Linked DNA regions of Mus musculus: all the other regions are linked to region 2. Evidence: chromatin contacts called from public Hi-C, promoter capture Hi-C and targeted proximity ligation data. All regions are on one chromosome and are shown on one strand. The core of a region is the stretch at or near the end of the contact, and the rest is flanking DNA. Distances in the headings are between cores, read along the strand shown.

What was found. Promoter capture Hi-C pulls out the DNA fragments that hold promoters and counts their contacts. Hi-C and Micro-C count contacts between places; a contact is called where the count stands out from the background.
Region 1: a contact with region 2 is called in a promoter capture Hi-C map of embryonic stem cells, with 22 read pairs. A contact is called at or near these places in 8 of 39 promoter capture datasets (the SN4741 cell line, embryonic stem cells, hippocampal neurons and 1 more), 5 of 484 Hi-C or Micro-C datasets (embryonic stem cells and liver) and 7 of 130 datasets of targeted methods (bone marrow-derived macrophages and embryonic stem cells).
Region 3: a targeted proximity ligation map of pancreatic cancer cells shows a contact between it and region 2. A contact is called at or near these places in 13 of 39 promoter capture datasets (the HPC-7 cell line, HPC-7-derived erythroid cells, cranial neural crest and 10 more), 5 of 484 Hi-C or Micro-C datasets (embryonic stem cells, myeloid progenitors and pre-hematopoietic stem cells), 8 of 130 datasets of targeted methods (differentiating embryonic stem cells, embryonic stem cells, extraembryonic endoderm stem cells and 2 more) and 1 of 9 other capture datasets (liver).
Region 4: a targeted proximity ligation map of pancreatic cancer cells shows a contact between it and region 2. A contact is called at or near these places in 1 of 39 promoter capture datasets (liver) and 1 of 130 datasets of targeted methods (pancreatic cancer cells).
Region 5: a Hi-C map of liver shows a contact between it and region 2, with 2.8 times the contacts expected there. A contact is called at or near these places in 5 of 39 promoter capture datasets (cranial neural crest, embryonic stem cells, hippocampal neurons and 2 more), 12 of 484 Hi-C or Micro-C datasets (cranial neural crest, embryonic stem cells, liver and 2 more), 2 of 130 datasets of targeted methods (astrocytes and embryonic stem cells) and 1 of 9 other capture datasets (liver).
Region 6: a contact with region 2 is called in a Hi-C map of liver, with 3 times the contacts expected there. A contact is called at or near these places in 1 of 39 promoter capture datasets (liver), 1 of 484 Hi-C or Micro-C datasets (liver) and 1 of 130 datasets of targeted methods (pancreatic cancer cells).
Region 7: a targeted proximity ligation map of embryonic stem cells shows a contact between it and region 2, with 7 times the contacts expected there. A contact is called at or near these places in 3 of 39 promoter capture datasets (all in embryonic stem cells), 10 of 484 Hi-C or Micro-C datasets (all in embryonic stem cells), 9 of 130 datasets of targeted methods (embryonic stem cells, pancreatic cancer cells and stem cell-derived neural progenitor cells) and 1 of 9 other capture datasets (embryonic stem cells).

Annotation. Positions count from the first base shown.
Region 1 is chr19:38,123,299-38,126,117 of GRCm38.p6, forward strand. Rbp4 (retinol binding protein 4, plasma) reads right to left here and starts at 1,513. Exons shown (of 6, transcript NM_011255.3): 1 at 1,460-1,513; 2 at 1,221-1,349; 3 at 998-1,134; 4 at 731-837. The coding sequence starts at 1,331. Gm32440 (a long non-coding RNA gene) reads right to left here. Exons shown (of 4, transcript XR_877843.2): 4 at 2,456-2,819.
Region 2 is chr19:37,696,475-37,699,174 of GRCm38.p6, forward strand. Cyp26a1 (cytochrome P450, family 26, subfamily a, polypeptide 1) reads left to right here and starts at 1,334. Exons shown (of 7, transcript NM_007811.2): 1 at 1,334-1,624; 2 at 1,817-2,041; 3 at 2,307-2,597; 4 at 2,677-2,700. The coding sequence starts at 1,436. It overlaps Gm32342 (a long non-coding RNA gene), which reads right to left and starts at 1,072. Exons shown (of 3, transcript XR_003952929.1): 1 at 686-1,072; 2 at 254-389.
Region 3 is chr19:38,024,137-38,026,836 of GRCm38.p6, forward strand. Myof (myoferlin) reads right to left here. Exons shown (of 54, transcript NM_001302140.1): 2 at 206-261. Among named protein-coding and RNA genes, the nearest start is that of Gm52396, 9.8 kb to the left of the region's middle.
Region 4 is chr19:37,206,156-37,208,929 of GRCm38.p6, forward strand. Cpeb3 (cytoplasmic polyadenylation element binding protein 3) reads right to left here and starts at 1,316. Exons shown (of 11, transcript NM_001290827.1): 1 at 1,140-1,316. Marchf5 (membrane associated ring-CH-type finger 5) reads left to right here and starts at 1,390. Exons shown (of 6, transcript NM_027314.3): 1 at 1,390-1,749. The coding sequence starts at 1,715.
Region 5 is chr19:37,433,500-37,436,199 of GRCm38.p6, forward strand. It overlaps Hhex (hematopoietically expressed homeobox), which reads left to right and starts at 1,342. Exons shown (of 4, transcript NM_008245.3): 1 at 1,342-1,734. The coding sequence starts at 1,371.
Region 6 is chr19:37,262,648-37,265,347 of GRCm38.p6, forward strand. 4931408D14Rik (RIKEN cDNA 4931408D14 gene) reads right to left here and starts at 1,448. Exons shown (of 3, transcript NR_040299.1): 1 at 1,207-1,448; 2 at 950-1,088.
Region 7 is chr19:38,095,802-38,098,501 of GRCm38.p6, forward strand. Ffar4 (free fatty acid receptor 4) reads left to right here and starts at 1,278. Exons shown (of 3, transcript NM_181748.2): 1 at 1,278-1,892. The coding sequence starts at 1,326.

The DNA of each region.
Region 1 (2,819 bases), core at 263-2,762, 430 kb after region 2:
AAGTAAACGTCTGTGTTTTTAGACAGCTTGAGCTGGCTCCCGTGAAAAGGTCATTTGACCCCCAAGGGTCTCAGAACGCAGGTCTAGAGCCATTGCCTTAGGGCTGAGATTAGTTCCTTCTTTCTGAGATCTCACAATACTTCTTCCCACCCTAAATTATTCCTTAGTTATCAAGTAGCTTTCGGATCTATAATTTAAGTGAAATGGGCTGGGGGAGTCAAAGAACATGTCAATTGTGTGTCCTGAGAAGAATCCCAAACTTTAGGGAACTTTGTTGGGAGTTCTCAAAATCCTGCCTTGCATATGAGTATTTAAGGAAAGGAGACTATTGCTTCCAGAACACTGCCTGGCTGGGAGTCCACCGGGAGGGGCCTGGGCTGTGACCCAGCTCAGACACATAGTTCCCTCCTCTTGGATATCGGTCTCTAGCTCTGCCGATGTTCCAGATTGTCCTACTGTCTCAGAGATTCCACTCCAAGAGACAGAGTGGAGTGGTAATGTGTGAGACAGCGTGAAGTAAGTCACAGTGGATGATCAGGGAAATGGTACCCGATAAGCCCAAAGGCCCTTCCGAACTTGGATTAGGTATTTTAGGCTGAGAATCCAGTCGCTTCTAATCCCACATCCCCTAAATTCAGACAGGGCTGAGGGTTCTGCCTCTCGAAGCCCTTCCCAACGGTGCCGCTGAACAGAAACGCAGTGATTTGGCCATGTATGCCCCACTACTCACTTCCTCGCTGGAGAAAGGAGGCTACACCCCAGTACTTCATCTTGAACTTGGCAGGATCTTCAGTGTCTGTGAAAGTGCCCACCATGTCTGCACACACTTCCCAGTTGCTGCAAAAGCCAAGAGAATCCTGAGCCAAGCCAGGAAAGGGCTTCTACCTCATCCAAGGTACTCTTTTCCCATCCCAGTGAGGGTTGGGCTCCCAGGGAGCCAAAGGCAAGGTGGGAGGCACTTTGGAACGCCGCACACAGCCCACCAGAGGCCACTGACCTCAGAAGACGGACTCGTCCCTTGGCTGTGGCGCTCATATGACCCTTCTCGTCCACAGAAAACTCAGCGATGATGTTGTCTTGCAAAAAGAGACCCTCGGGGTCCTTTTTGGCGATGGCATACCAGAGCCCAGAGAACTGAGAAAGAGATGAGAGAGCTAGGGACTGGAGTCTGGGCTCCACCTCTGACCCGCAGGAATCGGGGAACCCGGGCTGATACCTACACGAGCCTTGTCGAAGTTCTCCTTGACTCGGAAGCTGCTCACCCTGCAGTCGCGCTCGGCGCTGCCGCCTCCCAGAGCCGCCAGCAGCACGAGCGCCCACACCCACTCCATCTCACCCCGGAGTCTGCCCTGCGGGACAGGCGCAGGGTAAACGCGGGGCCGGAGGACCGAGGCCGCCCGTCGCCCCCTCCCGCCCCACCCCGCCCTGCAGGTCCCCGGGGGAGCGCGCGGCGGCTCACCAGCAGGAGCCGCGTGCAAGCCTGGCCGCCGCGTTCGCGCGCGCGTGGAGCGACGGAGCCGAGCGGCCGTCGGTCCTTTATAGCTCCGGGGGGAGGGGGTCGCGCTTTCGTAACCGCGCGGGGTGAAAGACCGCGGGGAGGTGCCGGGGGCGGGAGGGGGGGGGGCGGCCGAGCTTGCATAACGCTCCCTGACTCACTCCTGAACGCACGCGGGGCCCCTCCGTCAGCCTTGCCGTCCCACGTCGCCTATGCTCCGAGCTCCGCTCAGGGTGGTCTCGGTGGAGCCAAACTCTCCAGCCCAGAGGATCCATCGGGGCCAAGAGCTGGCCCGGGGACCCAGCGGCAGCCAGCTGCAGTCTTGGGTGGCCTCCAGGTCCTGTTGCCCTGGCTGGAGGCCTACGTGGCCATGGTGTGGTGATGGTGGCCTCACTGAGCGAAAAGGGACCTATGATGTAGCCTGGAACATTAGCGTCCAGGCCCTGGCTTTCCCAAGTGGCCCCTGCTTCTACTGAGGAGCTGTTGTGAGAAGCTTTTTGGCATATTTTGGCTGTTTTTTTTTCCCCCTTTGAGAAAGGGCATATTTTACTCTTTGATGAGTTGTGGTGCTGTTTGGGTCAATATTTATTCTTTCATTTCATCATCTTTAGAAGGACTAAACCGCTCCCTGTTAAATATTCTCTAGAAACGCAACCTGGTCAGGACAGGAAATATTTTCTCAGCGCCAATGGCCGAGTGGTTGATCGTCCACTTCTCTTGCCACACTCCCCTGAAACCACACTGAAAAACATAATTGCCAAGTGTTTACCATGCATTTTTATTTCTAAGCCATATTAGGATTTATTTATTTCCAGAACAGCGAGGAAAACTGGCTCAGGAAGAGAAAAAGGAGAGGGAAAGAATTCCATAACCTTAATGGTAGTAGCCAAAAAAAGCTGTTGAAGGGTTGATTTTTTTTTTTTTTTTTTTTTTTTTTTTTTTTTTTTTTTTTTTTTTTTGCCTATGGCACGATATAACTCTACATTTCCCTCTGTATTTGGAGTTTGCGATCTGTCAAACTGAACCTAGCAGTTAAAAGGAGGAAGATTTCGACCAAATGAGATTTAGTGGGAAAAAAAAAAATTTTTTTTGACGAGAAAGTATTTGTGTCTCCATTGCCCAAAGTCTGAGCATATGAGAGTACATTGACCACTCTGCCATAGCTATATAAGAGGAGATGGGGAAAGGAGGAGAGACAGAGACGCCACAGAAAGAACTAAGTTGCCATTTCTTTCAACAAGCACCTTAGCCATGCCTGGCAACCTTGCAGAGATACCTGCGGCCTCCTTCAGCTTCCTGTGAGCTTTTGGACATTCACCTGCCT
Region 2 (2,700 bases), core at 84-2,583:
AAATCAAGGCAATGTGTGGTGCTGACTGGCCAAAGCTTTGTGGCGGGAGGACATGAGAAGCCTTGTGTGTGTGTGTGTGTGTGTGTGTGTGCGCGCGCGCGCGCGCGCGCACACGCACCACGCAGTTCCCCTGTGCCCGTTAGTTATTGACTGAAGGAGCTGACGATTGAAGTTTCACAGTCAACCCCCAGTGGATTCCCATAACGTTCCCAATGGCCTGTGCCAGAAGCATAGGTCCAAACAACCCTCTTACCAGGCTCCGTGGCTTTACAGTGGATGGGATCTGGGAGAGTAGAGGGAAGGTTCTAGAACCCTGAAACCAGACCACTCTATTAGCGAACTCACAGCTGCCTTGTGGTGTAGACGAAGTGGAAACGATCAACTTTGTCCTAAGAGAAACAGACAGCCTGGTGACTCACCCAAGATACAGGCGAGCCAAGGTGGAAAGGGGGGTTTCCTCCCTGTATTCCTCCCCATATCTGCCTGGACTGGGGGCCCTCTTCCCGGCCGCTTGGCTGAGGTTGCAAGCCCCAGGGCTATAGGAATTGGGCCGGCTTGGCGGTATTACTACAGTGGAGGTTGACTTTGGAGCCTCTGGTCTCCTTAGTACCCCACCAGGGCTTAGAGAAGGGAGTCAGGCATGTGCAAGGCTGCACCTGGGGGTCCCAGAGACCTGGAGGCTTACTTGCTTTGAACTCGAAAGCAGGATTTTCCAAGTCTTCATGCGCTGGCTCGCCTGTGGGGCCCTGGAAAGCTAGCGTCCACGATCCGCCAGTCATACTTGACCTCCGAGACCGGCTAGGACCCTCGCCCTGGGATCTTCTTGGGATCCTCCCAGATCAGGAAGCGTTTGGAATCTCATTTACTCAACCGGTGGGTCAAGTCCATTGAACGATGATTCTTGAACGCGCTTTCCAAGCCAATGGAAAAGAGCCCACGAGGCGCCTGTGAATGGTGAGCTGGGAAGGCTTCGGGCTCGGGCAGCTGGTTCGACCCGGCTCGAGGGACAGCAGAGAGACAGCTAGGAAACCCAGGACTCCAAATTCCCACTTCTTGGAACCCCGATCCACAACCCACTCCCCCCGCCCCCTCCCCCGCCCGAAGCCGCACCGTGGTAACTCGGAGCTCTGCACACCTAGGACAAGGAAAGAGGTGTTCCTAGTCCCGCACCCCCAGGAGGCGCGCTCAGAGGGAAGCCGCCAGTGCGCCGCCTCTGCCTCGGCGCGGAACAAACGGTTAAAGATTTTTTTGGGCAGCGCCTCGAGGGGGGAGGAGCCAGGGGCCCGATCCGCAATTAAAGATGAACTTTGGGTGAACTAATTTGTCTGACCAAGGTAACGTGGGCAGTAACCTGGGCGGCCTTATAAAGAGGGCGCGCGGCGGGGTTCGGAGCTAGGGCGGCGGCGGCAGGTGGCGCGGGAGGCTGAAGCGTGCCATGGGGCTCCCGGCGCTGCTGGCCAGTGCGCTCTGCACCTTCGTGCTGCCGCTGCTGCTCTTCCTGGCGGCGCTCAAGCTCTGGGACCTGTACTGTGTGAGCAGCCGCGATCGCAGCTGCGCCCTCCCCTTGCCCCCCGGTACCATGGGCTTCCCATTCTTTGGGGAAACATTGCAGATGGTGCTTCAGGTAAGGGAGCTCGGGAAGGGACCTGACGCTTCCCCCGGAGTCCGCCTCAGCTCTGGGCCTGGGCTGAAGGTGGGATAAGTGTCCTCGCGAGGGAGGCGACCACGGCTTGGAAGAGGGGCTAGACGGAGACCAGATGCTCCCCGGCGCCCCCTCATGCGGGTTGCGGGTCTCTCTCCTCCACCTCCCTCTCAGCGGAGGAAGTTTCTGCAGATGAAGCGCAGGAAATACGGCTTCATCTACAAGACGCATCTGTTTGGGCGGCCCACGGTGCGGGTGATGGGCGCGGATAATGTGCGGCGCATCTTGCTGGGAGAGCACCGGTTGGTGTCGGTGCACTGGCCCGCGTCGGTGCGCACCATCCTGGGCGCTGGCTGCCTCTCCAACCTGCACGATTCCTCGCACAAGCAGCGAAAGAAGGTGAGGGTGAGCTGGCAACTCCTTGGCTGGCAGGGAGACCTCATCCTATGGCTTGGTTCAGGCAAATAGATGCGGGGCGAGGGCTAGTCCTATGTGGTGGGGACCAGGACCCTCTCTATCTGAGATCCACTTTAGCTTTTCTGCTAGCACGTGGGTTAGTCCTGGGGGGACTGAAATTCTTGAAAGGGTACTCGGAAAGGCGAAGGGGGGGGGGCTGAGGGAAAGTAGAGGATTGTAACACTCTCTGCTCCTGGGGGGTGCTCAGGTGATTATGCAGGCCTTCAGCCGCGAGGCACTCCAGTGCTACGTGCCCGTGATCGCTGAGGAAGTCAGCAGTTGTCTGGAGCAGTGGCTAAGCTGCGGCGAGCGCGGCCTCCTGGTCTACCCCGAGGTGAAGCGCCTCATGTTCCGCATCGCCATGCGCATCCTGCTGGGCTGCGAGCCGGGTCCAGCGGGCGGCGGGGAGGACGAGCAGCAGCTCGTGGAGGCTTTCGAGGAGATGACCCGCAATCTCTTCTCTCTTCCCATTGACGTGCCCTTTAGCGGCCTGTACCGGGTAAGGGCGGTTTGCGGAGTCGGAGTAGGGGAACGCAAGCTCGGGCATCCGCTCACCGCCACGCTCTCTCCGCGCTCAGGGCGTGAAGGCGCGGAACCTTATA
Region 3 (2,700 bases), core at 80-2,579, 330 kb after region 2:
GTGTGGTGTGGGTGTGTGTGTGGGTGTGGTGTGGGTGTGGGTGTGGTGTGTGTGTGTGTGTTTATGGGGGGAGGGGTCAGTGTAAAGAAGCTACATGATTTCCCTTCAGTAGAATATTACACAGCCATGAAAATACTTTTGAGTTGAATGATATGAGTGCATGCTCGTCTATAATTGTAAGAAGAAACAGTATCGATAAAATCACCTCATTCCAGACAGGGTTGAGTTCATTATCAACTTTCTTTGTTTTCTTTTTCTCATCTGCAAATAAAAAAAGAAAAGCAAGAGATTCAATCAACTAGAAGTCACTAAAGATCTTGTACCATCCATTTGATTCCCCTAAAAGCCGTTTCTCAGAGCCTCCTATGCCACTCATTTACCCCTTTGTCTGCCAGCTGCGGGGGACACCTGAGTCAGGTTTACAAAGGGAATACCATTTGGGTTCTCAAAACATTTCCTCCACCTCGAGATCTACAAGGGATAAGAATCCACCATCATGGTCGTGCTGTTCAGTTCCCCTCTCTCTCCCACAGGCTTCCAACTGGCATCTCTATCTTGCTGCTGAAAGAATTCAAGGGGACTGACCTTTGAGAGTCTGGGGTAGCCATTTTACAGATGTGTACACTGAGGGTACAACATGGGCAAATCGCTCACACGTGGCCTGATGGAAACCTGAGATTTCGACTCTGAAGCCCTCTTTGCTCCAAAGTTGGTAAGACAACACCACAGCTTAGCAGCTAAGCTGGGCTCCCTCTCAAAGCCTCATCCACACCCTCATCCAGAGAGGAGTTCTGCTAGCACCAGTGGAGAACGTGGGGGTTCCCTGCACTCCTGGACCATCTTGTGAGACCTAAGGTCTTTTTTCTCTGTGTCTGAGCCTGGACAGTCCATCTACCTAGAGGAGAAGATAGATGAGTGCAGCCAGTGCCCATGGCTTTCCTTCAGGTCCCTGTCCCTATCCTCCAATGGATACCAAAATAAGAGCTTGCCTCTGACGACTGTATGCATTGAAAGCACCACCTCATCCCTCGTCAGCAGTGTAATTTTTATTATTACTATTGTCACCTCCCCTTTACAGCCAAGGTGAATGGGGTTAAACGACGTAGTCAAAATCACCCAGTCAATGAGTGGAGGGGCTCCGGTGACAGTGCAGGCAGGGGCACATTGGCAGCCACACTTTGAGCCATGCCTGACCACTGCTCTGCTGCTGAGGAATGTGGGAGGTGGTGGGTTTTGTTCAACTGCTTGCCACATCTCTTCTTCTCCCAGAACACAGTCTGCTTGGGGGAGGACGGGGGGGGGGGGGGGGGGGGAGGAGAGACGGACGACTAACTACCTCATTCTTCCAAGACCTCAGCATAGCAACACTGTGAGTCATGACCCTCACTCTGCTAAGCATTAACTTTTCCACTGGAGTGGGCATCACATGATCCAGCTGGCTTTCTTTTGTAAGCTTCCCTCCTAGGGGAAGAGAAATAATGGGAGAAGTAACCGGCCGGCTCAGGCTAAGCCACCTCATAGCCATGGTCTTCTAAGGGAGATCTTTCACAAACTTTATGAATGCCTTCAATCCTCCACATAACAAATATTTTTAAAACTACCACGTGCCAGGCATGACACGTGAGAGAGCTGAACACTGAGAGAGATACATGATCACTTGCCTGTAAGAGCTCTTGGTCCTCAAGTGGTCTAGTGAGGGTGTGTCAAGAGGTACTTAACTAGAAAAGGGTGATTTTAGTTGCCATTGGAGGAATACAGAACATGCAAATTCGGGGGGAGGGGAAGAAAGGTGATGTCAAGTTTGGGTACTGGAAAAGACCTCACAGAGGAAGAAGAGGCAAAGTCAAGGTTGATTGACAAGGTGGAATTGAAGGACTGCTCTCTTGAAGAAGTGGCAAGGCCAGCTAGGGGGTGGGCATCAGTCACAGCACAGTTGCCTGGAGGCAAAGGGCCAAGAAAGGAGGTAAAAACTGTGTGGGACGGCTATGGCTAGACATGATGCAAAGCCTTGGATTCCACGCTAACCTTCATCTGGCTGGTACAAGCCAATGAAGGAACTAAGGTGTTAGAAGCCAGCCTGAAAGACTTTTCAGAAGTTAGTAATCTGCCAAGGAAAACCAAGCTACCCCAAAACATCGAACGTATGCTGCTGAGCACGTGACCAGGGCAGATGCTGAGAACAAAGGATGCCTGTGAAGCAGAACAGAAGGCCGGTGGCTGACCACAGCCCAGGTGGAGGCATTCACCTGGAACTTCAGTAGATTCCAGGCTGCTCACATGACACACATGCTGAAGGCGTCACCTTGGGGTGGGAGACAGGCTCCGTGAGAGCCAGGCATCGCTGGGCTTTTATTGTGTCCTTTCATGAACTCTATCCAAGATCACAGAGCTAGGAAGACGCCCTCTAGCCAGGCATAGTCTGATTCAAAGACCTTATATGTAACCCAGGCCCTCTCCTAACTTCCCAGCAAACCAGGAAAAAGGAAAGAATGAGCGCCAGCTCCTCCCCTTCTGGAGAAACTCAGCTGATCTCTTCCAAGGCGGAGGTTCTGATTTGTATCAAAAGGTAAATACATTGTATTTTACCAAAATCCTACTCTCAAACATAAACACATCAGTCCAAAAAAAAAAAAGAAAGAAAAAGAAGAAAAATATTTTCTTATCAGTAGCCACAGGCAAATATTTATTCTATTCGGTATA
Region 4 (2,774 bases), core at 66-2,565, 490 kb before region 2:
ACTGTTGTGGGATAGGGTCTCTCTCTGTAACCCGAACTGATTTTGAATTTGTGAAGACCCTCCCAGATCTGCTGGCCATGCCTATGCAGCTTTTTGTTTGTCCTTTTGAGACAGAGTCAAACTAATTAGAGTTAGAGGTTGACCTTGAACTCCTAATCCTTCTGCCTCCTCCTCTCCTGTGCTGGGGTTACGGGATTGGACGCCTACCATATCCTTGATTAATTGATTGATTGATTATTTATTTATTTATTTATTTAGCCTAGGCTACTCTGGAATTCATTATACAGACCAGGTAATCCTTCTGTCTCAGTCTTCCAAGTCTGGAATTATAGGCCTGAGAAACCACTCCAGGCTCAAATTTAAAGAAACATTTTCATTTAAAGAAATAGCAAACGTTTTGTAGAAGTTTAAAAAAAAAAAACAAAAAACCAAAAAACCGTAGGCACAACCAACGGAAAACTAGCAAAACATCCCACCAATCACAGCGCTAAACAATGCCACAGGTCGTCCAAATTACGCATCGGTTTAAGTCAACAACAGCTCGTTTCCCCCCTCCAAAGCTATCCCTTCCGGCGTCAGAGAAGACAGAGGCGTGATTTGTCACTTCTTCCCTTTTTGATCCCTCGGCCGGGATCCACCTGCTTAGAAGTGTCAAGGAGCCTTAGGAATGGTTAACGGTGACCAGCTGCGGAAAGAAACAAACACTCCTGACAACCCACAGCTGAGCAAGCAAGGGCTGTTTATTCAGCAGCGTGTCCCCTTTGGAGGCTGCCCGCAAGCCCTCGAAGGCTGGGCGACAGCACCAGAACCGAGAAGGTTCCTGGACAGGCAAAGTGGTTGCTCGCGTCCCACCCCCCATGCTCTCCTATGTCCCCAACACACACACAGAGGCGCCGGTGCGAACAGTCGGGTTACCCACACGCCCCTCCAGAGCAGCCCCGCACTAAGCCACTTGTCCCTCCCCGAAGATGGGCTCTGACGCGGCCGAGGCTGACCCGAGCGCCCGGCCTCGCGCCGCCGCGGCCCGGCGTACTTGACCCGGCCCAGAAACTGGCCCTCCACGCCGCCACCCCTCACCTGGCTCTGTCCCACCTGAGCGCGAGAGCTGAGGGGACAAGACGCGGAGAAGGGGCGCTGACCTTGTTGCTACTGACAGCGGAGCGCCACATGCTGCCGCTTCCCGGACAGCGGCCCGAAGGACATTTTTTTTTCCCCCTGGAGGAAGGAAACGGGAGGGCGCCGGCCCGGCGGCGGCGGGCACGGCGGCGGGGGTCCCGGCGGGCTGTGCAGCCTCTAGCGGGGACGGTCCGAGGACTACATCTCCCAGGCTGCTCCGAGCCGCCCCTGCGTCGTGACCCCGGCGCGCACGGAGGCGGCGACTCTTACCTCACAGAGGTAGCTCCTCCGCCGGCAGCAGCTCGGCGCCCCGGCGGTCCATGGACCGGAACCCTGGGCGGACCGGCAGGAACCCGGGCCGCGACCGCCGCCTCCCGGCCCCAGGCTCCTCCTCCTCACTCCCCGCCGCCCTCTGCGGTCGCCCGCCGGCCGCGCAGCGCCACCGCGGGCCTCTGGGAGCCACGCCGGGAGGCTGTGTGGCGGGTCCGCGGCCGCCGCGGGACTGAGGCCTACTCCGCCGCCTCTCAGTGCTATTGTCCCGGGGCCTGGCCCTGAGCGGGGCTGCGGGCGAGGGCCGAGCTCGCCGGCTCCGCGGAAGATGCCGGACCAAGCCCTTCAACAGATGCTGGACAGGTAGGAGCAACGTGGGGCCGGGAACTGCCGGCCTTCGTCCTGGGCCTGCCCATGCTGGCCTCGAGGCCCCGAGAGCGGGGATCCTGGCGTCCGCCGAGAGTTCCACGGCCCGGAGGCCGGGAAAAGGGCTCTGAGTTTGGAGGTGGCACTGGGGAGAAGAGCGGGCGAGAGGTCAGGGTCGTAGACTTTGAAACTTAGTTAAAGGAGGGAGGTCTACTTTGGCCGCCAGCCTGTTTGGGTTTTTTTTTTTTGGTTGTTGTTTTGTTTTGTTTTTTGAGGTGAAGAGGCGCTATTGTTAACCCATAGTATTAGTTTCTATTTCTCCCCCTCCTCCCCGGACAATGTAGTAAAGGGGTTGACAGCGACGCCACTGGGAAGTACCCGATTGTCATTCTGGAGACTGGTCCCTTGCACTTTCACAATGCAAGGATAGGCATTCCTTCTTTTAAAGCCTGGGTTTCGTTTCTCTTTCCAACTCCCCCACCACCCTCCCCCAATCCCATCCCTACCCCCAAACCGTAAGGTCAGAATATCCACAAGGGAGCCTTAACGGTCGGTCACACTAGAGTAGAGGTTATGGAAAACAGCCACAAGCATGCAACATTGAACACGTAGCACACTTGACGATCGCTAAGTTCCCAGACACGTTTGGGCTTGTACTGGGACCAGTTGCCCATTCCTGGGGTCTCCAGCCACTAAAACTCTTTGAGAAAGTCTACAGCACTGCCCTCTGCCGTTTAAATTCCAGCCAGTGAGTTTTTGGAAACTAAATTAAATCCACCTTTTCACCAAGGCAGCTGCTTGCTGTTCTGACCAATTGGTCGATCTAATTCATAATGTTTGAGGTTGCTTGCAACTCTAAATAGACTAACTGGCCACCCACTTCAGCAGGTGATGCTCTCAATGCACTTAAGATTCAGCTTTGAAACTTATTAAATGAAGGCCCTCTCTTGATTGAGGTTATAGCCATTAACTACTGGGGCTGGGAGGTGGGCATCAAAGATCCATCAGGGAAGGCAAGAAGT
Region 5 (2,700 bases), core at 92-2,591, 260 kb before region 2:
TTGGAGTCACTCACACCCTAGGCTCCTTGACACCTACCTATCTTTCAAACATTATTTCCTTTGGGAAGACTTTTCCTTTTTCAAAGTGACTCTCTCCTTTACCCGAAAGGAGGGGCTGGAGCTCCTTAAGGTTTCGACCCTTACACACGATTTCTCCCTAGTAGATGTGACTGTGTTCGTTTCCTGCTTCCACCAGGGCAGAGACTGCCTCTCTCGTTTGCTAATGACACACAGTAGTTGCTCAAGAAAATAAGGTGTGAAGTGAAACTCGGACCCAGGTCCTCTGGCTATTTCGCCTTCAGTCCCACTGCAGCTGAAGATTAATTCCAAAGGATAAAACTAAATATCTCAGTTGAAAAAAAAAAGCCAGGGAGTTTTTCTACTAATAGAAGTCCTTAGCAGAAACTGCCCAACTCAAGGTGTGGTCACCCCAGGAGGGCGTCAATCAAGAAAATGCCCCTTTGCCCCAGAGGCGAGTGAAGCCGCACAGAGCTGAGGCCACACTGAGCAGCGCACCACGGCTTTGAATAGAAAACACGTGTAAAACCTCAGAGGCCGGCTAAGCGCAGCTGTGTCCTTCAGGGCCTGGGGACAGAGGTCCAGGAGCACCTCCCACCCCCATTGGATCGAAGAACACTGCATAGCCTCTGTCCTGCGCCATACGATTAAGGTTCTATCTTGATACCGGTCTGGAGCAGATTCCGTTAGCATCCAGGGAGGTGGCCGAGCTAGGGGGTCCTCAAATAGGTCTGGAACACCTGCAGCCTCGCTGTCAGTACCCGTCTGGGACTAGGACGCAGCCAACGGCTTGGGTCTTCTCCTTGGAGCGCCGAGCTGCGGAGGTCCCCCGTTCTAGACAGTGCCACCGTTACCCCAAGAAGCGCAGCCTTCTGGCCGCCCGAAGGTGCCATCCTGCCGGCGGCCTCCTGGCCCGCAGAGTCCCATCGCTTCTCCAGGTTCCAGAGGCTGCCCGAGTTTCAGCAGTGGCGCCATCCCGTCAGGATCCGCGCCCCGCGGCGCACGTCTTGTGACCTCCTCTTCGACGGTCGCAGTCGCTCGCTAGGTGCCTGGAACCTCTGGGGGCGCCTGCGGCGCAGGAACACCCTGGCGGAGGGTCCCCGGAGCCCCACAGCCCGTGCGTCTCGGGGGCGGGAGCTGGGCCGGTGGGGGCGGATCGGCGCGGGGGTTAGTGGGGGGCGGAGGCGAATCTGAAGCCAGCGCCATTGGCCGCAGGGCCTGGCGGCAGGAAGGGGACCGAGCGCGGCCCCACCCCGCGGCTGCCCGAGCCTATCGCCTGGAGCGCAGAGCGCAAATAAATGTAGCGCGGCGCCGCCGGCCGGCAGCTCTCTGCGAGGGGCTGCGGAGCGGCCATGCAGTTCCCGCACCCGGGGCCCGCGGCTGCGCCCGCCGTGGGAGTCCCGCTGTATGCGCCCACGCCGCTGCTGCAGCCCGCTCACCCGACGCCCTTCTACATCGACGACATCTTGGGTCGCGGGCCCGCCGCCCCCACGCCCACTCCCACGCTGCCGTCCCCCAACTCCTCCTTCACCAGCCTCGTGTCCTCCTACCGGACCCCGGTGTACGAGCCCACGCCGGTCCACCCCGCCTTCTCGCACCACCCGGCCGCCGCGCTGGCCGCCGCCTACGGCCCCAGTGGCTTCGGAGGCCCTCTGTACCCGTTCCCGCGGACGGTGAACGACTACACGCACGCCCTACTCCGCCACGACCCCCTGGGTAAGGCGGCCGGGGCCGAGTGAGGGCGTCCGTGAGGAAGGCGCTCCCGGCGGGTGGCAGCGCGCGGGAGGCGGCAGGGGCGGACGGACGGGAAGCGCAGTGGAAAAGTTGCGGCGAGCTCTCGGAGCGAGCGGCTCGCGGGTGCATGCGGGGCCCCGGTACTGGGAAGCTCGGCGACTCAGATTGCTTTTCCTGCACCTTGCAGACGTCGGGGCAAGCGTAGTCGGGAGAGACCTGGGGCTCCCGGGGAGGTGGAGGAGGGCGGCCCTGGCCACGCGTGTCGCCCCGGGGTGGGTGGGGGACTCCCTTAGCGAGCGGCCCGGAGAAGAGGACGTCGGGGCGCCCTGAGCCTGGCCCCTGCAGGGCAGGGAGAGCTGCCTGCCCGGGCGGTTCCTGGGCTGGGCTTGGTTCAACAAGCTTGTGCAGTGAAGGAGCCTGACCCTTTCCGTTCATACAGGAAATCTTGAGTTCTCGATAGGAGTAAATCTGGTTTCTGAAGCTGTTAAGTGTTTTCCTGGCTGCATGAAGCAGACCCTTCCCCCGGAGTAGTGCACGCTGCTGATTATTTTATCGACATCCTCAATACAGACAAATTCAGGAAACACTCGACGTCTGATAGCCAGGATCCGTTTTTCTGATATTGTTCATTTCCTCTGTGTGGGATGTGACTTTATGGCAGCTAAAATAACCAGTTGCTTCCTCTCTGCCTCTCCCGCCACCCCCCACCCCCATCTTTGGAGGCTGTTTTGCACCAAGTCTGAAGCCTGACGCAAGCAAAATCTCGGGGGGAAAAAAAAACAATGCCAACTTTCAAAATGTTTAGGTGTAGGTCTGTGGACATAGGGACGGACGGACGGACAGACGCACCACCATCAATTTGGAGAAGGAAAGTGCAGACCCCGAACAAATACTAAGGGCTACACGTTGGCAATTTGGGATTTTCGAGGCTTGTCCTCACAACATTCC
Region 6 (2,700 bases), core at 198-2,697, 430 kb before region 2:
GAGAAACAGAAGCACGAAACCTGATATATGTTAGCTTTTCAGCAAACACGAGAAAACCCAAATGAGTAGGCAGGCCTTGTGCCTCATCCTGTAATCCTATCACTGGGGAAGCTGAGGCAGGAGGATCACCTTGAATTCAAAACCAGTCTGGACTACATAGCAAGCTACTGCAGAGAAAGGTTAGAGACATGACTTAGGCTTAAGAAAACACACACTCTCTCACATACACATGTACACACATACACATACACATTCATTCATACAATATACTCATTCATATATATATATATATATATATATATATATATATATATATATATACACGCACATAGTTAAATATACACACTCACAATACACATAACACATTCATACACACTAACTCATATGTGTATATGTATAGTTACATATGCATACTCTCACATATTCATAACACAGTATACATTCATACTCATACATATATACACACTCATACACAAGCATTTACTCATATACTCACTCATATACACATACTCTTTTTTTATACACACATACACAATACACACTCATATACACAATTTAAATAATAAATATATTTATGAAATTGAAAGAGAGAGGTTAAGTCAGCAAGGTGTACCTGCAATTTTTTCCCCTGCTGAGTACTTAAAAGCTCTGAACAGCAGAATGGGGAGGGAGTCAGTCAGTCAATTGAGAATTCATGTCTGATCCCTAGCACACACACAAATCAGGCCTGGTAGCACACACTTGTAACCCCAGTGCGGGCAAGGCAAAGGCAGGACAGTCCCTAGGCTTTGGTGGCCAGCCAGCCTATCCTTCTTTGTGAGCACCGTTTCAAGAGCAAGATAGATAGCTCCTGGAAAATAATATCCAAGGACGACTTCTGCCGCCCTCCCTCGCCCCCCCCCAGCCCCCCCCCCCCACACACACACTGAAGGGATGAACAAGGACTCACTGCAAATAAGATTTACAGTGATACAGGTTACAATGCTCACTGCACGGGCAGACCATTGGAGATTTACTCTCCCAAGTGACGACTCAGCAAAGCTCTGGACTTCAGGGCCTCAGTCACCCCTGCAGGCAGCAAGGCTGTTCTGAAAAGAAGAGAATCCATAAGTGCCTAGGCGCCTAGCCACGCCCCATTCCCACAAACCCTTGTCTGCTCAGCATCCTGGATGGTAGCAGGTAATTTCGGTGTGGCTTTCAGGCTACCTTTACTGTTTCTGATTTCTTGTAGAAGTCCACATTGCAATTCCTTTCTGGGTGGCGGTTTGGTAACGTATCAGAATCCTTAACCGTGGTTGTTAGGCGCGAGGACCCACAGCTTCGTGGCTGTCCTGGGCTTCTCTGACCTCAGCTCCAGCTTCGAGGGACTCCGGGCTGACCCAGAGTTTGCCAGAGCTGCAGGAGGTGTTGGATCACTCAGAGAAGATGTTTGTGCAAAGCGAAAGTCTACTGAAAACTGCTCAACAAGGCACTGGACGCTATGGTCAAAGTGCACACGGTATTGCCAAACATCAAGAGTTTTGAAGAAGAGCCAACAACAGTTTTGAGCAATTTGGGTGAAGGAGGGCGTTCTTTCTGACTGGACATGTGACCCTTGCCCCTAGTTCCGGGCTGCTGTTCTGTGGATCCAACTCTTGTTTGTAAATCAGCCTCAGAGGCTGAAGATGTCTGTCTGCCTCCCAGAGGATGGGCGACTTCAGGGATAGGACTCAAAGAGAGCAAGCTCCGAGCTTCCAGGCACAGAGCCAGCTGGTGCAAGGAAAACGACCAGGGGCAAAAAGGAGCACCACACAAAACAAACGCAGTCTATTGTCCAAAAAGACCTACAGTCATTAATATGATCAAGCTGAACAGCAGGGAGTCAAAATAGCCAAGGGAACAGAAAACCATTTAACAAAAACACAAAAAAGGCTCAATCCATTAGCGCTCAATACTCCAGCAACGCACCAGACAGTAATCGACCTATCAGAGAGAAAATGCACAAAGCCAAGTGGAACCTAGCCAGTCCTAGCCGGTGCCGTTAGTCATCTGGATCTGTTGACATTTGAAGAACACTCATCCGACAAGTATGGGTGAACATCACTCTCAAATTCAGATAAAATATTCGCTGAGGTTACATTCCAGACTGAAAACCACACTTAAACAAGCTTAAAAACAAAAGCCCTAGAAAATAGGCGTCGGCATCTGGCATGATAACACTCACCTCTCATCCCAGCACTCAGGACTGTGAGCTAGAAGCTTGGCCTCTAGCAAGCCACTATCTGGAAGCAAACAAATGCATGATCTTGGAGTTGAGTGAAATTAAACTAAGAATAGTGGAAACATTGCCGGGAAACCTCTAAATATTTGACAAATGCACGCTATATTTCTAAACTGGTGACACATGCTGTTAGACCCAAATACTTGCCAGCAGAGGTAGGAGGATTTTTTTTTTTTTTGAGTCCACAAAGTCCAAGGTCATACTAGACTAGGCTTACCATCTTAGAATTGCAAAAAACAAAAGGCACATCACCACCCAAAACAAACCAAAATGAATTTATTTCTAAATGTCACATAGGTCAAAGATGTCTCAAGAGAAACCTGAATATTTTTTTTTTAAGATTTATTTATTTATTATATGTAAGTACACTGTAGCTGTCTTCAGACACTCCAGAAGAGGGCGTCAGATCTTGTTACAGATGGCTGTGAGCCACCATGTGG
Region 7 (2,700 bases), core at 28-2,527, 400 kb after region 2:
TTTTTTTTTTTTCTTTTTCTTTTTTTGGCTTTTCCAGCAGTGCCCAGCCCCCACTGGTTCCACTTTCCAACTTGAAGCTACCCAAACCTCCAGCTGTGCCTCTCTCCCACTGACATAGGATCTGCACATCATGTTAGAAGTCACAGCATGTACTTGGAGTCACATGCGGGTGATAAGCAGAGGCGCACATGCATGCGCTTCCAGGCACCACCGTCAACTTCAACGGGCACATGCTGTTCTTCATAAATACCTGGAGACAAACCACCAGGCAGAATAGGCAGGAGGAGAGGCCTGGGGGTGTGGCAAAGGGAGAGGGCATGAGGTCTTAGGTGGTTGGAGTACTTAGAGAAGTGGTCTTTAGATCTCAGTCCCCAAACACACTTTTAACTGACTAGTTATCTCATTTTCTAGAAAAGGAAACCAGAAGCAATGGTGGGTGGTTTAATGGCAAGAAGGAAGTCTAGGGGTCCAGGAACGTCTATTAGTCACCAAAGGCCACCTTAGCAAAGTCATTCTCGCAGAGGCTCAGGTTTCTTCTCTAACAGAATCAGAAGGTCAAGTGCTCTCACCCTGGGAGCCTGAGGCACTTTCAAAGCTTGACTGTGCACCTGACCTCTCTCCCTCCCCTCATCCTCCCTCTCACCCCTCCCTGCACTTCCGTGCTGAGTATCAAACCCAGGGCCTCCCTCACACTAGGTGTATGCTCTACACAAAGAACCAAATTCTCAGGCAAAGTAATTCTTCCTATTTTGCAAACGCAAACAAACAAACTGGTATATAAGGAGATTAACTCACCCCCAAATCAGATAAACACTGGCCCATTACAAGTTGTTTTGGGATCAACCTCCTACCTATGGGATTTCTTTAGAGCAGTCTGAACTACACTGGTCCGCACCATTTCCCAAGTTCAACTCTGACACTCTTCGATCAGGGTTAGCTTAAGTAGGATTTCAGTAATCAGTGTCCATGAAAGATGAAGAAGGCGGCCTCGGGGGCGGGGGGGGGGGGGGGGGCGGGGCAGGGACAGGGAGGCGGAGATTCTTTAATTTTCTGGCTTAAGAGCACTTAGACTGCCCAAGGGTCTGAGGTCTCTGCCTTGGTGGCCACCTTCCCACCCACGGTGTTCAGGCCAGTGTTGCCAGGCACTTCCTCGTTCCGGTGCGCCCTGGACGCAGCTCCTACGCCCAGAGCCTGGGCAACTCGGGCGGGAGGGTGACAGAGGGGAGGTGTCGCAACCTCCTCCCTCCCTCTTTCCCCGCCTTGGCATTCAGTTACCTCGCAGATGAGCGCTCTCTCAGACAGCGGCGGGCGGCCGGGCGCCCGGCATGTCCCCTGAGTGTGCACAGACGACGGGCCCTGGCCCCTCGCACACCCTGGACCAAGTCAATCGCACCCACTTCCCTTTCTTCTCGGATGTCAAGGGCGACCACCGGTTGGTGTTGAGCGTCGTGGAGACCACCGTTCTGGGGCTCATCTTTGTCGTCTCACTGCTGGGCAACGTGTGTGCTCTAGTGCTGGTGGCGCGCCGTCGGCGCCGTGGGGCGACAGCCAGCCTGGTGCTCAACCTCTTCTGCGCGGATTTGCTCTTCACCAGCGCCATCCCTCTAGTGCTCGTCGTGCGCTGGACTGAGGCCTGGCTGTTGGGGCCCGTCGTCTGCCACCTGCTCTTCTACGTGATGACAATGAGCGGCAGCGTCACGATCCTCACACTGGCCGCGGTCAGCCTGGAGCGCATGGTGTGCATCGTGCGCCTCCGGCGCGGCTTGAGCGGCCCGGGGCGGCGGACTCAGGCGGCACTGCTGGCTTTCATATGGGGTTACTCGGCGCTCGCCGCGCTGCCCCTCTGCATCTTGTTCCGCGTGGTCCCGCAGCGCCTTCCCGGCGGGGACCAGGTGAGCGCTGGCTGCGTGCAACGCAACAAGTATCCAGGCGGGCTGCTGGTGGGAGGCAAGGATCTGACCAAAGCCGTGGGCCGGGGGTGGGGGTGGGGGATAGTGACTAGTAACAATAATAGGTCGTGGGTGGAATTGTATCCTTTTTGGCAGACCCAGTGCCCAATACTCTGGAGTTTAATTTCGTCAGTTTACCCACAGTGCCAAGTGGGTAAGTAAATCCTCACAAGTGTTAAGGGGGCCTTCCCGGACTTTTTGCAAACTGCAGAGACTATTATGAGGCTAATTAAGCAATGGGAGCTTACAGCCAGGTGGGACACAGGGTGCGAGGTGGCTTCTCACAGAGTTTCTGCTTTCTCTCCAAATGTCACGCTACTGTTATTATCGCATCTATTTAACAGACAAAGAAGCTGGGGCACCCAGCATCTTCCTTATTGCTGGGCTCCTGCTTAGAAGAGCAGTCTCAAGGAGAAATCCTACAGTAGTGGGATGTCCCCTGGGGGAAAGGTTCCTGTTCCCGCATATACTCTGACCAGAAATGCTGGTTATGTGAACCCCACTCACCCCCCTCCTCAGCCCCCAAACCTCCGAACACAGAGGAGGGCTTCCAGGGTTGGCAGTGTCCACAGACCAATCGCTTTTTTTTTTTTTTTTAATTGAGGGCAAGGGTGGATGAAGGCTACACCCTGACAAACGGTATCTTAAAAAAAAAAAAATCAACCCCCCCAACTCACAGAGGGGAGTGTTTGTTTGGTACTGACTTTGAATGACTAATAAGCAGAAACCAATCAGGCCTGTGACTCTTCAT